Linked DNA regions of Gossypium hirsutum: regions 1 and 3 are each linked to region 2. Evidence: chromatin contacts called from public Hi-C data. All regions are on one chromosome and are shown on one strand. Each heading gives the region's core, a stretch centred on a gene start, on an enhancer-like site or on the middle of the called end of the contact. The rest is flanking DNA. Distances are from core to core; before and after follow the strand shown.

Region 1 (3,992 bases), core at 978-3,477, 180 kb before region 2:
GAATGCCCTATTCGTCATAATCATCCCTTCATCAAATATCAGTCATTTCATTGCATGCCCTTAGATCTTATCATCTGACATTCAAAACATCAAAGAAAATGGTATAGTTATCAAATCTGTTTTGGACCAGTCTTTGAATCTTGATTAGTATAAAACCCTCAACATGAACATGATGAATTATGTGACCTCATAGGCAGCCAAATGAAATGTATGTGGGCTTTTATTTCAGCAAAGAGAGAGATAATATGAGTTGAAAGCAAATATGAAGTAAAAGGTAATGCTTTTTTCCCAGAGATTCCTCTCCCTATCTGATGGTTGGATGATAAAAGTTATGAAAGGGTCAGTCATCAGTTTCAGTATGTTTTATATATGTGTGTGAAAGGTTGGAGAATGGGTGTGGTTCCCAAGTGATGGGATTGGTGGTGGGTTAGGTGAAAGCAGAACAAATAGGAAGGAGACGATCCAGTGAGCAGTGATCCATAAAATGTTTTAACTTTTGCCATTTGTATTCTTTGTTAGAATAAGAAAATGATTGGGACCGGAACATGACCTTGTACGTTGGACAAGGCAACTCCTTTCAGTCCAACAATACCTCTTTTGTCATTATTTAAAAAATTAAAGAAAAAATAAATAAGCCATGACAATCTCAACTCAGTTTGTAAAATAAAAAGGATTAATTTTATTTATTTGTGAAATAAGCTATATCATTCATTGCTATCCTTTATTTTATTTGTTGTTATTTGATTTTAATTTCTAATATTTTGATTTTAACCCTAATTATTCTAAATAATCGAATTTAAAATCGATTAGCTAACCAAATGATTAAAATTTTGGTATGGTTTCATCTCTATCACTCACTGGATAAGTGTTGTTCTTTTATCTTCTGTTGAGTCACTAATTATCCAAAAAATTATCATTAAATTACAAGATAAAAAGTATTTAAAGAGTTTGATTAATTCGTAAAAGATAGTAACAAAATATAACTATTTATTATTAAATAAATAAATTTACAAAACTTGTAAATTGAATTAAAACAAAATGTATGGGTTAAAAGAAAAATACGGAGGCGGGGTAAAGGTCACGAGAAAGAGGTTTTGGGGCAGAACATTGACCTATCCTATCGATATTGCCACCCCAATATTAAATAATATTAATATAATAATCTCAGTTTTAATGTCTCCAAAAATTCTGAAACAGAAAATTACACATTTGGACTCCAAAGACCCCATAAACGAGAATTAAATAATCCTAATATGTCCGGTAACACTTTCCTAGCCAAACCCTTGTGGTTACTTGTCGGCGGCGGCCGCGTACCTACTTCCACATCACTATCTCCCGCTACCGGATATTCCTCCGTCATTTCCACCGCTGCAGCTGACTCTTCTCCAACATTCTTCTCCGTGGAAATGACGTCATCAGCAAAAACAGGTGCTTCCTCGGTCGAGACGGGGACTTGGTGACCCGGGAGGTCAGAAACCGGGTTCTCGGGAATGCGAGAGACCGTTTTGGTGTTAGCAGCCCTCCTTTTGAGACGCGCATTTTTCTTGGAAGGTTTGTGGGATTCGCCACTGGATAAGTGATCTTCAAAAGCTTCGATAACTTGATGGATAAGCTCGCGGTTAGGAGAAGAGTCCCAGCGAAGCCAATAAGTGGTGTAACAGTCGAAACAATCGCAGTCAAAATCAGGCGGCTGATGGGAGGGTTTAGCGGCGGAGGGTGGTGGGTGTTTCTTGGAAGATCTTTTCTTGGGAGAGATTAAAGAAGGGTTGGTGGTGGTGGTTTTGAGAGACCTTGTAATCATGTAAGCTAAAACTTGTCGGTCCTCGAGAGAAAGGACTGAAGCAACAACTAAAATTGCAGCTGGAAGAAGGTTTAAAACGGAAAGATGGTCTTCACTAGAAGAAGAAGAAGAAGAAGGGGATGGATATACTTTACCTTTGTTTTTGAGCTTCATGCTTTGCTTTTCTTTTTCTTTTCTTTTTTGTTTTTGTTTTGTTTTTTTTGTGGTTTCCCTGCCAAGCTTTGCTTCCAACTTTCAAGTCGTAAAGGAAGGTTACAAAAAATAGGTAAGTAATCAAAGTAGGGATTTTTGTGGGACAACCTTAAAAGTTAAAGGTGGGGTTTTTTTTTTTATCTCTCCAATGTGTGTTTTGTTTTGAATATATATATATATATATGTATATATGATGTTAGACCACTTTATTTATTAGATAAGTCTTGGCTTTCGATTGAAACATTTATATTAAAAGGTTTGGAGTTTATTTAATTATCTATGTGTAAGTTAAAATATTAAAAAGTAAAGACTATGAGGTGTTCAAAATCAAAGTAAAAAAACCAAAAAAAAGCAAAGAAAATTTATTAGATTAACTTTTTTATTTTATTTAGATCTAATCTATTTGGATGAGCAGTTACTCTTTTTTGTATTTCATTTTAAACTTGAGTACTTCGAATTATGAATTAAATCAATTGCTTTTAAGCATTTTTAAATGATAATATTTTAATCATTTTTAAAATTAAATCAATTGATGTTAGCATTGGATAAATTTTTTATTTATTATAATTATATATATAATTTAAAATAAAAAATTCAATATGAATATCATTATATTTATAAAAGTTTATAAATAATTTTAATAAAATAAAATTTTTAAAAATATATATTAGAATTAAATAAAATAACTTTTAAATTTAAGTTTTTTATCTTATAATGAGACCATATATATTAAATTAAATTAAATTAAATTATGAAGAAATTTGAAAAGCCCCCTATTTAGGTGGAATTTAAAAAAGTAAATTAAGAATCTCTCACAAAATTACTCATAAATCTTGAAATTCTCTAATATATTCATCCAAATAAATAAATTTATTTTTAAAATTTTAAAAACTTTAATAATACAAATGAAATCTAAAATGTTAGGATTTTCAATTACTTTTTTTGGATAAATAATTTATTTATAAAAAATTAAGTTAATAGAATTTTACAATTTAAAAAATAATTATAAAAGAAGAATAATTATATTAAAAATAAATAATAGAAAAAATATGTTATATTTGTAAAAATTTATAAATAGTTTTAATAAAATAAAATTTAAATTATATATTTATAATTAAATAAAAATACACGTCTATTAAACCAAATAAAATTAGAAGATTTTTTTTGTATTCTTCATGTCCATTTTATGGTTTATATTCGGGGTTCTTAACTGTCCTTTTCAAAGTTCGAACCTTCATTCTCTCCTTGAGAGTACAATATGTTTTACCATTGCATCCAATCACTTATTAGTAAATTATGAGCAATTTCGAAAAGTCACCTATTTAGGTGGAATTTGAAAAAAAGAATTTGAGCTATTAAAAAAAGAATTAGGTCAAAGGTTGTTTTTTTAATTAATTAAGTCTTTAGGTCGGTTTTAAAATTAATTAGGAAAATAGGTCAATTTTAGGAGAGAAATGAAAAGCGCGTACAAGTGGGAAAGCTTTTTGCATAGGTGTTAGGAAAGCTCGCCTAGCTAGACATGTTTTCCCTCAACGGTAAAAAAACAATAGTTTTTTTTTAACGTTGTCGCACCAACGGTAAAAAAATTTTAAAATTCCAATGGTAAGTTTTTTTTATCCTATAAATACCCCATAAATTCCATTTTTTTCATTCACATCCTTCTCTCAACTCTCTCAAACCTCTCAAGTCTCTCAAGTCTCTCAACTTTCTCGTTTTGATTGTGCTCGATATTTTTATTTAAAAAATAATATTTTTATTATCTTGTATTGTATTTGTTCAAAATTGATTTTTCACAAATGGTCGCCTCTCTTATCTACTTTGACAACAAACATATTTTCGCCGCCTAAGCAACAATGGCAAGATAGAAATTTAAATTTCGTTAATTTCAATAATGTTAAATTTAATTTTTTTTAAATTTGAAATTGTTTTTATTGTGTAAATAGACGGATGATCGTGTTCTGGAAGGCTTCATTCATAATATGGAAAAGCCTGCGATCCC
Region 2 (4,039 bases), core at 961-3,460:
AATGGGAAAACATTATCATTGAAGGGGACTCATTATCAATAATCAAAAAGTGCAGAACAAAGAGTCAGGATAAGTCATTGATAGGGGCATATATACATGATATTCAACAGATCTCGCTTAAAACTCGAAAATGCCGATTCGAATCTACTCCACGAATAGCAAATTGTCTAGCACACTCTATTGCAATCAAAACAATGAAAAGCAAGAAGGAGGTTTACCTCATAGGAAAAGTCCCTGAATATGCAGAAAAACTGAAGGAGAGGGATAGTGTGAGAGAACCAGACTGAAAGAAATTGAAGGTAAAGATGGAAAATAGAGAGTTTAAAGTGGATAATCAAGAGACTTGGCAGAGAAGCTCTCCTTGGGAATCTGAAATCGTCTTAAACAAGTAATGTCAGATGGTAAGATAAGACGATTTCTAAAGCATTTTCAGATTGGGAATTGTGATAACATTGAATGCGTTTATTAGGACTTTATTGTTTAGTTTTCTAGAGTTTTCCGTTTTATTTTATTGTTTAGTTTTTCTCCTTTTGGGCTTTTGTTTATTAGGACTTTGGTTTTTAGGCCATTGACTTTCTGGGCTGTGAGTTAAGGTCTGTATTTTTATGTTTTTTAAATAAAATTAAATCTGATTATTGTTTTCAAAAAAAAGATAAAGAAAAATAATATTGTCATAATATTTGTATCATGGTTTTAATTTGTTTGAATATTCAATAAATTTAAAAGTCAATTTAATTACAATCGAAGATTTAAAATATGAATAGATTCTATTAGTAATAGTTTGATTTGAAAAGAGGAAGAGAAAAGGCAGTAGCGGTGGAGAATAATGAACATTTTCCCTAAAAACGCTATTTGCACTGCAGGGGAGCTATTGCCTATTCATTTCTCCAAAACCCAACTACAACACATCCTGCTCCTTGATTCCGTCATCCACTACATAAATCAATATTCCTACAGCTTTCATATATAAGACATAACATTGTTTGGATTATTGGTAGTGATTTTGTTGGGGTTTAAATAAAGAAAGCGTAGTTCAATTACGCAACTCTAGAAAACAATCAATGTTTTACTAAAATCAAATTTTAGTAGTTGATTTAGTTTTAATTTGATAGGAATGGACATTGTTGTTAATACAAGAGGATGTGAGTTTGAGTATATTGAGACGTATTATCTTCCTATTTATAAGTAATTCTAGATATTGTATCAAAAAGAACACATATGATTAAAATATATAATAAAATCATTTTAAAAAGAAAGTAGTGTTCAATAATGATAATGAAAAGAGAAAGTAAATTTTACTATTTGGATTATATCAAATAATTGTAGGGTTTTGGATGAATATTTGTATTCAAAATTTTAGGTTATATATGATTAGGCAATGGGATTGGTTTAAGAAGAACATCATCAATAGCTGTAGATACGGAACGCGGCAAGAATCATGCAAAAGGGTCAACAGTTGCCCACGGTTCCTTGAAAATGATTGGTGGACCAAATCATAGATTTCAAAGTTGCAAATGCATGCCCCACGCCACGCCTGCCCCCTCTTTTTTCTATTTATTGAGAGAGTTTGCCGACAAATCCATCCTATATGCGGAGATTCGTAATTTAAGTCCCCACGCGTTTCCTTGCAACTTGTATTAAATCTTCAAAATTGAGACATGTACAATTTAATTATTATGTAAATATATTTTATTTTTTGAATAATAATACTAGTTAAATAAAAATAGGGTAAATTAGATTATTAGTCATTAAATTATGAGTAAATTTTTGTTTTGGTAATTTAACTTAAAAAGGTTTCAAGTCTTTGGACTACTAAAATCAATGTCATATGACTTTCTCTGTTCGTACTACATACACTAATCAAAAGCTCTCTTTCCATTCCTCTTTTATAAATATTTTTTCATAAAATGATTTTGGATATTACGAATCTATGATTCAAAATTAAAATAACTTTTTTCTTTCAATCTTTGACACTAACCATTAAATTAATTTGGATCTAAAGCATATTATTCAACTCGTCAATGAGTACTAATTCACGACACCAATTATCGAATCATTACTTTAAACTCACTGGTGGAAGAATTTATTTTTATTTTTATTTTTAAATTTAACAGTCCAATAATTTAATTAAAAAATTTTCAACATTTAAGTGACTAATGCTGAAGTTTGACCTAAAGCCAATATTCGATTTTCCGAATCTCTCTGGTATTATTATTTTGTGTCGGCCTTGGATTCTCCGTTTTATAAGAAGCAAAGGAAGGGCAGCCCACTCACACTACACCCTAACAATCCCTTATCCCTTATACCTCGCTCGCCTCCCCGCCTTTCTTCTTCAAAGCAAAGAAAATTCCCACTCTTTTCTTTCCTTTTTCTCTCACTATTCATACCCGTTTGATTTTTTTGGTTGATTTAGTTTTTAACTTGCCAAATTTTTTAATATATTCTTCTTTATTGTTTGCTACCGATTAGCCCCGCCCAAATAATGGCTGTTGCTTGGTCTGAAAAAGCTTCTTCCATGGAGGCTTTGTCTTTGTCTCCTCCTATGTCTCCGCCGGTTATCCTAACCCAAGACGAATTGAAAAAAATCGCCGCTTACAAAGCCGTTGAGTTCGTGGAATCAGGCATGGTTCTGGGTCTGGGCACAGGTTCCACGGCCAAACACGCTGTCGAGCGGATCGGCGAGTTGCTTCGTCAAGGCAGGCTCACCAACATCATAGGAATCCCCACCTCCAAAAAAACACAAGAACAAGCTATTTCTTTAGGTATCCCACTTTCGGATCTCGACAGCCACCCCACCATTGATTTGGCAATCGACGGTGCTGATGAAGTGGACCCGCATCTTAATCTGGTGAAAGGCCGAGGTGGGTCTCTGTTAAGAGAGAAAATGGTGGAAGGAGCTTGCAAGAAATTTGTATGTATCGTTGATGAATCCAAGTTGGTCAAGTATTTGGGAGGCAGCGGTTTGGCTATGCCCGTCGAAGTTGTTTCTTTTTGTTGGAAATTCACTGCCAATAAACTCCAAAACTTGTTTCGAGATTCTGGTTGCGTTGCCAAGCTGAGGAAAGACTGTAAAGGGGAGCCATTCGTAACGGATAATGGGAATTACATTGTGGATTTGTATTTGAAGAAAGATATTGGGGATTTGCAGGTGGCAAGCGATGCTATTTTGAGGATTGCTGGTGTGGTTGAGCATGGCATGTTTCTTGATATGGCCACTACTGTTATAGTTGCAGGTGAGCTTGGAATCACCATCAAGAATAAGTAGTACAAACTCAAACTAACTTTATTTTAATAATTAGGGAATTGCTATTGCAGCTGGGAATGGATTCTTCCTTTTTTGGCATCTATTGATTGATGACAAGAGTTGTCTTGTCTTCTCAAGTTTTGTTATTTTCGTTTTGGACACAAATTTAAGGGAAGAGAAGATTTAGGGATGTTAGGATTGTGAAAGCAGTAGTTGAACTATGAGAATGATGAATGTCAACTGGTCTATGGTCTTTTTAATCATAAAATCGGTTTATTATTGCATTTGATTAGGAATTTTTGACCCGTAGTCAAATTGACATTGAAGCAAAGGGGTCTTTCATCATCTTCTTCAATATGGCTTTTAATTACTCTTCTTTTTTTTTCTGTAATAAATCATCAAATTGCAAATCCCATGGAAGTTCAGTATTGGGTTTTTGAATTCAGAGGCTCGATCAAGCTTATAGGTTACTTGATATTTGAATTGAATTGAATTCATTTGATAGCTTGACTTATTTCGAGCTAAACTAAATAAACTGTGAGCATAGTTGTGTTGGGCAAACTTTTTAAAGTTTTCACAAACTTCATTGGCAAATACTACTGTCCCAAAACATACAAACTAAACAAAAAAAAATCAAGTCAGACAAACGACTTACATTTTCAATGGAACGGGGACAAGCAGCACTGACTGTGGATGACAGTTTCCTACTAACATATTAACCAACAAGATTTTCATGCTAGCGATCAAGCTACATAGCTGGCAGCAATTTAAAGTAAACCACTACATAAACAGACA
Region 3 (4,649 bases), core at 178-2,677, 190 kb after region 2:
ATATTATTCCAAAAGACAATAAAGATGTAGCAAAGGGCAAAAGTTCCAAAAGAAACAGTTGGCGGTCGAAACCTAATTATTTAAGAAAAATTCAATGTGGGTGGTCGAGACCTAATTATTTAGTTTAAATGCACAAGCATGTGGTGTTCACTAAGTGATGAATTTGTGCCCAATGCTTTACACTTTGGACATCCACAAAATCAGTAAGTAAGTAAATATTCTTCATGCTCATTATGATAATCATGTCCAAACTTATATTGCTTCACTTTAAAATTAGGTTCAAGCAGGTTATTCATTTTGCTCATTATGAAAGTTAACGTGGTTTTCATAAAGATAAAAGAATGCTAAAATTTATTGAAACTCGATAAAAGTAGCATAAAGATTTTTATATTAGGAATCAGATTACATTTTGATTTTTCTATTAAAAAATAGATAAATTAATCAATGTAGGTTAGATCAAAAAAGCAAATTGACCATCCCTGCTAAAAATTTCATCTCTTTATATGGTTAAAAACTGGCATAGCTAACGTGTACTTCATATTGACATACATAAACTCATTTTAACAGCAGAGATGGATGAATTTTTAACAAAAGAGCTAATTTACTTTTTGATCTAACGTATAAATACTAATTTACCCATTTATTGAATAAAGAGATAAAAATACAATCCGACTCTTAATACAAAGAATTCCATAATATATACTTTTACCATTCACACACTTAATATTGTGGAAAAGTAAAACACGTTTCTGATATGTTGTAATTGAGGCGTCATCACTATTCCTTTTGACGAATTAATCAAAAAAAAAAAAAAGAAATCTTGATGGGATTGAAATATGGTCTGATGGAATCCATCAACCAAGCAAATTAAGTCAAGCAGTGGGAGACTTATGGGAGTGATGTTAACAGTTAATCAACCAAACAAAAAGCTTTGGTTGTGGTTTAAAATTCTGCAAAAGGGAACATGGAATCTATAGAAAGATTAATTAGTTTGGACCGATATAGGGTCCTTCTCAGTACACATATTTATTAGTCAACCAGAGAAATCTAGCGTCTTCAACTTCACACCTCAATTAAAGAGAAAGCTGTTTAAACAAAAATCGAACACGTAACACCACTCACATTGAGAAGAAACTAAAGAATATGTACTATTAATTTGAAATCAATTCTATGCTCATTCCATTCGATAGCAAATAATATTACGCGCTCAAGATTTCTTTTTTCTAAATTTTCTTTTGAAATTAATAAATAAAAATGAAACATATTGCGTGAGTTTAAACAGTAAAACCAAACGTTATAACAATAAAAATGTAGTTGAATATGAAGGGGATGAAAAATATATAACTACATTAATTAAGCTTAAGTAACTGTAGGTTTTCTGTTCAGACCTCCAGCTCCAAACTTTTAATGTCATTAAACTTTTTCATAGAAATTTCAGCAAAATCAAGGAGTTTCTTTTTATCGGAGATGCCAAGGTGGAGTTGGAAACTTATCTCCCTTTGTTTTTATCTGTCTGGCTATGGTAATTGGGTATACTTTTTTTTCGGTTCATAACAAAGTTTTTTTTGTCAATTACGTTTTACTCTATTATATATGGATTTTGATTCTGGTATGGAATGATTATACCATCATTTTTATAATCAGAATATGATATAATAGTAAAAACACACACATGAAAATTATATAAACAGAAGGAAGTGCCATATCTTTACCAAGTTAACCCCTATGAAGGCATTCCCTTTCAAAGCTTATCTCTCTCTCTCACTCTCACTCACGCACACACAATACTCACGCTTTCTCCCTCTGTTTTCTCTGGTTTCGATGAGGAGGATTCTGCTTTTTCTCCTACTTTTAGCTCACCTTGGGGAGCTCGGCGCTGAAGATAGGCTTCTGAATCCATCAAAACTGGAGATGTTCGTTGATGAGCTTCCAGATATGCCTAAAATCCAAGGTTTTCGTATGCTCAATACTTCCCCCAAACCCAAGTCACTCATGATTGGCATGTTCAAGAAAAAATGGGTAACTATATTCCTTTCTTTTCTATTCCAAATATTCTTGCTAAGCAATTAGGAGAATTTCTTTTTCAAAATCTACAGCTATTGACAACCTGCAACTTGTATTCTTATTTTTCTTTTAAGAATTATAGCGCAAAACTAGAGAAAAGAGTTGAAATGTTTTAAGTCTCCTCTTCCAGTAGCTGAAAAGAAGCGTGTTCCTCAGTCACCTTACCTTCTTGTCTTCAAAAGTTGCTGCAAATTCATGTAATTACATAACCCCTAAATATAGTATAGTTAAAAACTGAGACTGGTTCTTTGCTATCTTCGACACCTTGGCCAGTTGTAAAGTTTGGTGCTTTCCCATCTTAATATATTTACCAAAATAATAATAATAATATAAAGTAGCCAGCGAAGTGAGGGATAATAATAAGTTATGAGTTGCAGTCTTATTTTATTTAATTGTTTGATTGATTAGTTTATTTTTTACACTTTTTATTAACAGAGTAATTAAATTATGTTGGTAAATTCAAGGGAAAAATGTTTCATCTTTTAGCAAAACTTGGGTCTTACAACATCATCATAATCGTTCTACTTCGTCTAAATTCGAGATTGCAGAAATTCCACAGGGACTTGCCTCCAACGCCAGTGTTCGCCTATGGTGCTTCAAGGCGCGGGGCAACAGTCCCCGGTCCGACCATCGAGGCACTCCAGGGAATTGACACTTACGTGACATGGAAAAACTTTCTCCCATCAAAGCACATACTGCCATGGGATCCGACAATTCCCACTGCCATACCTGCAACCAAGACGGGAATCCCTACCGTAGTGCATCTCCATGGCGGCATGCATGAACCCGCCAATGATGGAAACGCAAACTCATGGTTCACTGCTGGATTCAAAGAGAAGGGTCCTGACTGGTCTAAGAGAACATATCGCTACAACAATAATCAGCAGCCTGGAAGTCTTTGGTACCATGATCATGCCATGGGGTTGACTAGAGTCAACCTATTAGCCGGTCTGATAGGAGCCTATGTTATTCGACACCCTGAGGTTGAGGGCCCACTTGAACTTCCCCACGGCGAAGAGTTCGATCGGCCTTTGATCGTCTTTGATCGTAGCTTTCGTAAGGATGGATCCATATACATGAATTCCACCGGAAACAACCCCTCTATACATCCGCAATGGCAGCCGGAATATTTCGGCGACTTAATCATAGTGAATGGTAAGGCATGGCCCAAGATGACGGTACGACGCCGTAAATACCGATTACGTATAGTCAACGCTAGCAATGCTAGATTCTTCAGACTTTTCTTCACAAATGGCTTGGAGTTCATCCACGTGGCATCTGACTCGACTTACCTCGTGGAACCCGTGGTGACCAATGAAACTCTGCTGGCACCCTCAGAGATTGCTGACGTGGTCGTTGACTTTTCAAAGTCAAAGACTGATGAAGCTGTTCTGGCTAACGATGCACCCTACCCTTACCCGTCCGGAGACCCAGTCAACGAATTAAACGGTAGAGTCATGAAATTTACCATCAAGAAAGAGCGAGAGGTTGACACGTGGCGAGTTCCCGATAAATTGATCCAATATCCTTCCCCAGATTTATCCAGTGCGACCCAAACACGATATATTGCAATGTACGAATACACAAGCGACACCGACGAACCGACGCATCTCTACATCAATGGGAAACCGTACGAGGCGCCGGCAACGGAGACGCCGAAGGCAGGGACGAGTGAGATCTGGAACGTAATTAATTTAACGGAAGATAATCATCCGATTCACATTCATTTGGCAGTGTTTACGGTGTTGGATCAAACGGAGCTAGTAAAAGCAGAGGAGTTTAAGGCCTGCATGTCGAAAATGAACGACGCCATCAAGTGCCAAATAAGCAAACACGCACGTGGCAAAAAGTTAAGGGTGGCAGCTCATGAGAAAGGGTGGAAGAATGTGTATAAGATGACACCTGGATATGTGACAAGGATATTAGTTAGGTTTTCTTACATACATTCCAACACTTCATACTCATTTGATCCAACTGGAATGCCTGGTTACGTGTATCATTGTCATGTAAGTAACTACATTGCCTTTCCTTTTATGTTTGGTGGATACATATTTAAATATAAAACATTGGAAAATGCAGATCTTGGATCACGAAGATAATGCGATGATGAGGCCACTTGTGGTGATGAAGTGAGAAGCAATATTGGAAGGAAGAAGAGCAAGGTATAACAGGAAATGGGCATTGTAAGGTGGTAATTTTGTTCTGAAAGTACTGGTACAAGCAGGGGGAAGTTAGACATATGTATAGAACCAGAATGTTAAAAGTGTAGAATTGGTTAAAAACAAAATGGATGTATCTTTATGATCTAGAAATGTAAGGTTGCCAAAGTGTGGTTTGCAATGCGGAGTAGTTGTTCGCTGGTTACTTCTTTTCCTTCTTTCTTTCTTTCTTTCTGAACTGATTCGCTGGAATTAAATGGCCAATAAAAGTAACAAAGGAATTAAGGTCTGATTTTTGAATGCCAACAACTGCACCTGGACCAACCTTGTTTTAAGTAGTGATTCTGCCTTGCAATACTATCCCATTCTCTGTTTGTGATATATGTAGAACGAGAAGCCATAGCAAAGCTTGATCATTGTCTGGTC

What was found. A called contact is a pair of places that touch in the nucleus more often than the background predicts.
Region 1: a Hi-C map of leaf shows a contact between it and region 2, with 2.2 times the contacts expected there. The contact joins the promoter of LOC107910019 here to the promoter of LOC107910027 in region 2. A contact is called at or near these places in 2 of 34 Hi-C or Micro-C datasets (callus and leaf).
Region 3: a contact with region 2 is called in a Hi-C map of leaf, with 4 times the contacts expected there. The contact joins the promoter of LOC107910030 here to the promoter of LOC107910027 in region 2. A contact is called at or near these places in 4 of 34 Hi-C or Micro-C datasets (hypocotyl and leaf).

Annotation. Positions count from the first base shown.
Region 1 is chrD02:55,330,957-55,334,948 of Gossypium_hirsutum_v2.1, reverse strand. LOC107910019 reads right to left here and starts at 2,227. Exons shown (of 1, transcript XM_016837752.2): 1 at 968-2,227. The coding sequence starts at 1,954. The coding sequence ends at 1,202.
Region 2 is chrD02:55,150,536-55,154,574 of Gossypium_hirsutum_v2.1, reverse strand. It overlaps LOC107910027 (probable ribose-5-phosphate isomerase 2), which reads left to right and starts at 2,210. Exons shown (of 1, transcript XM_016837761.2): 1 at 2,210-3,685. The coding sequence starts at 2,483. The coding sequence ends at 3,265. It overlaps LOC107910026 (protein PIN-LIKES 2), which reads right to left. Exons shown (of 2, transcript XM_016837760.2): 2 at 3,795-4,039. The coding sequence ends at 3,993. It overlaps LOC107910025 (a long non-coding RNA gene), which reads right to left and starts at 472. Exons shown (of 7, transcript XR_005910432.1): 1 at 1-472.
Region 3 is chrD02:54,964,072-54,968,720 of Gossypium_hirsutum_v2.1, reverse strand. LOC107910030 (multicopper oxidase LPR1) reads left to right here and starts at 1,427. Exons shown (of 3, transcript XM_016837763.2): 1 at 1,427-2,019; 2 at 2,613-4,070; 3 at 4,144-4,404. The coding sequence starts at 1,726. The coding sequence ends at 4,197.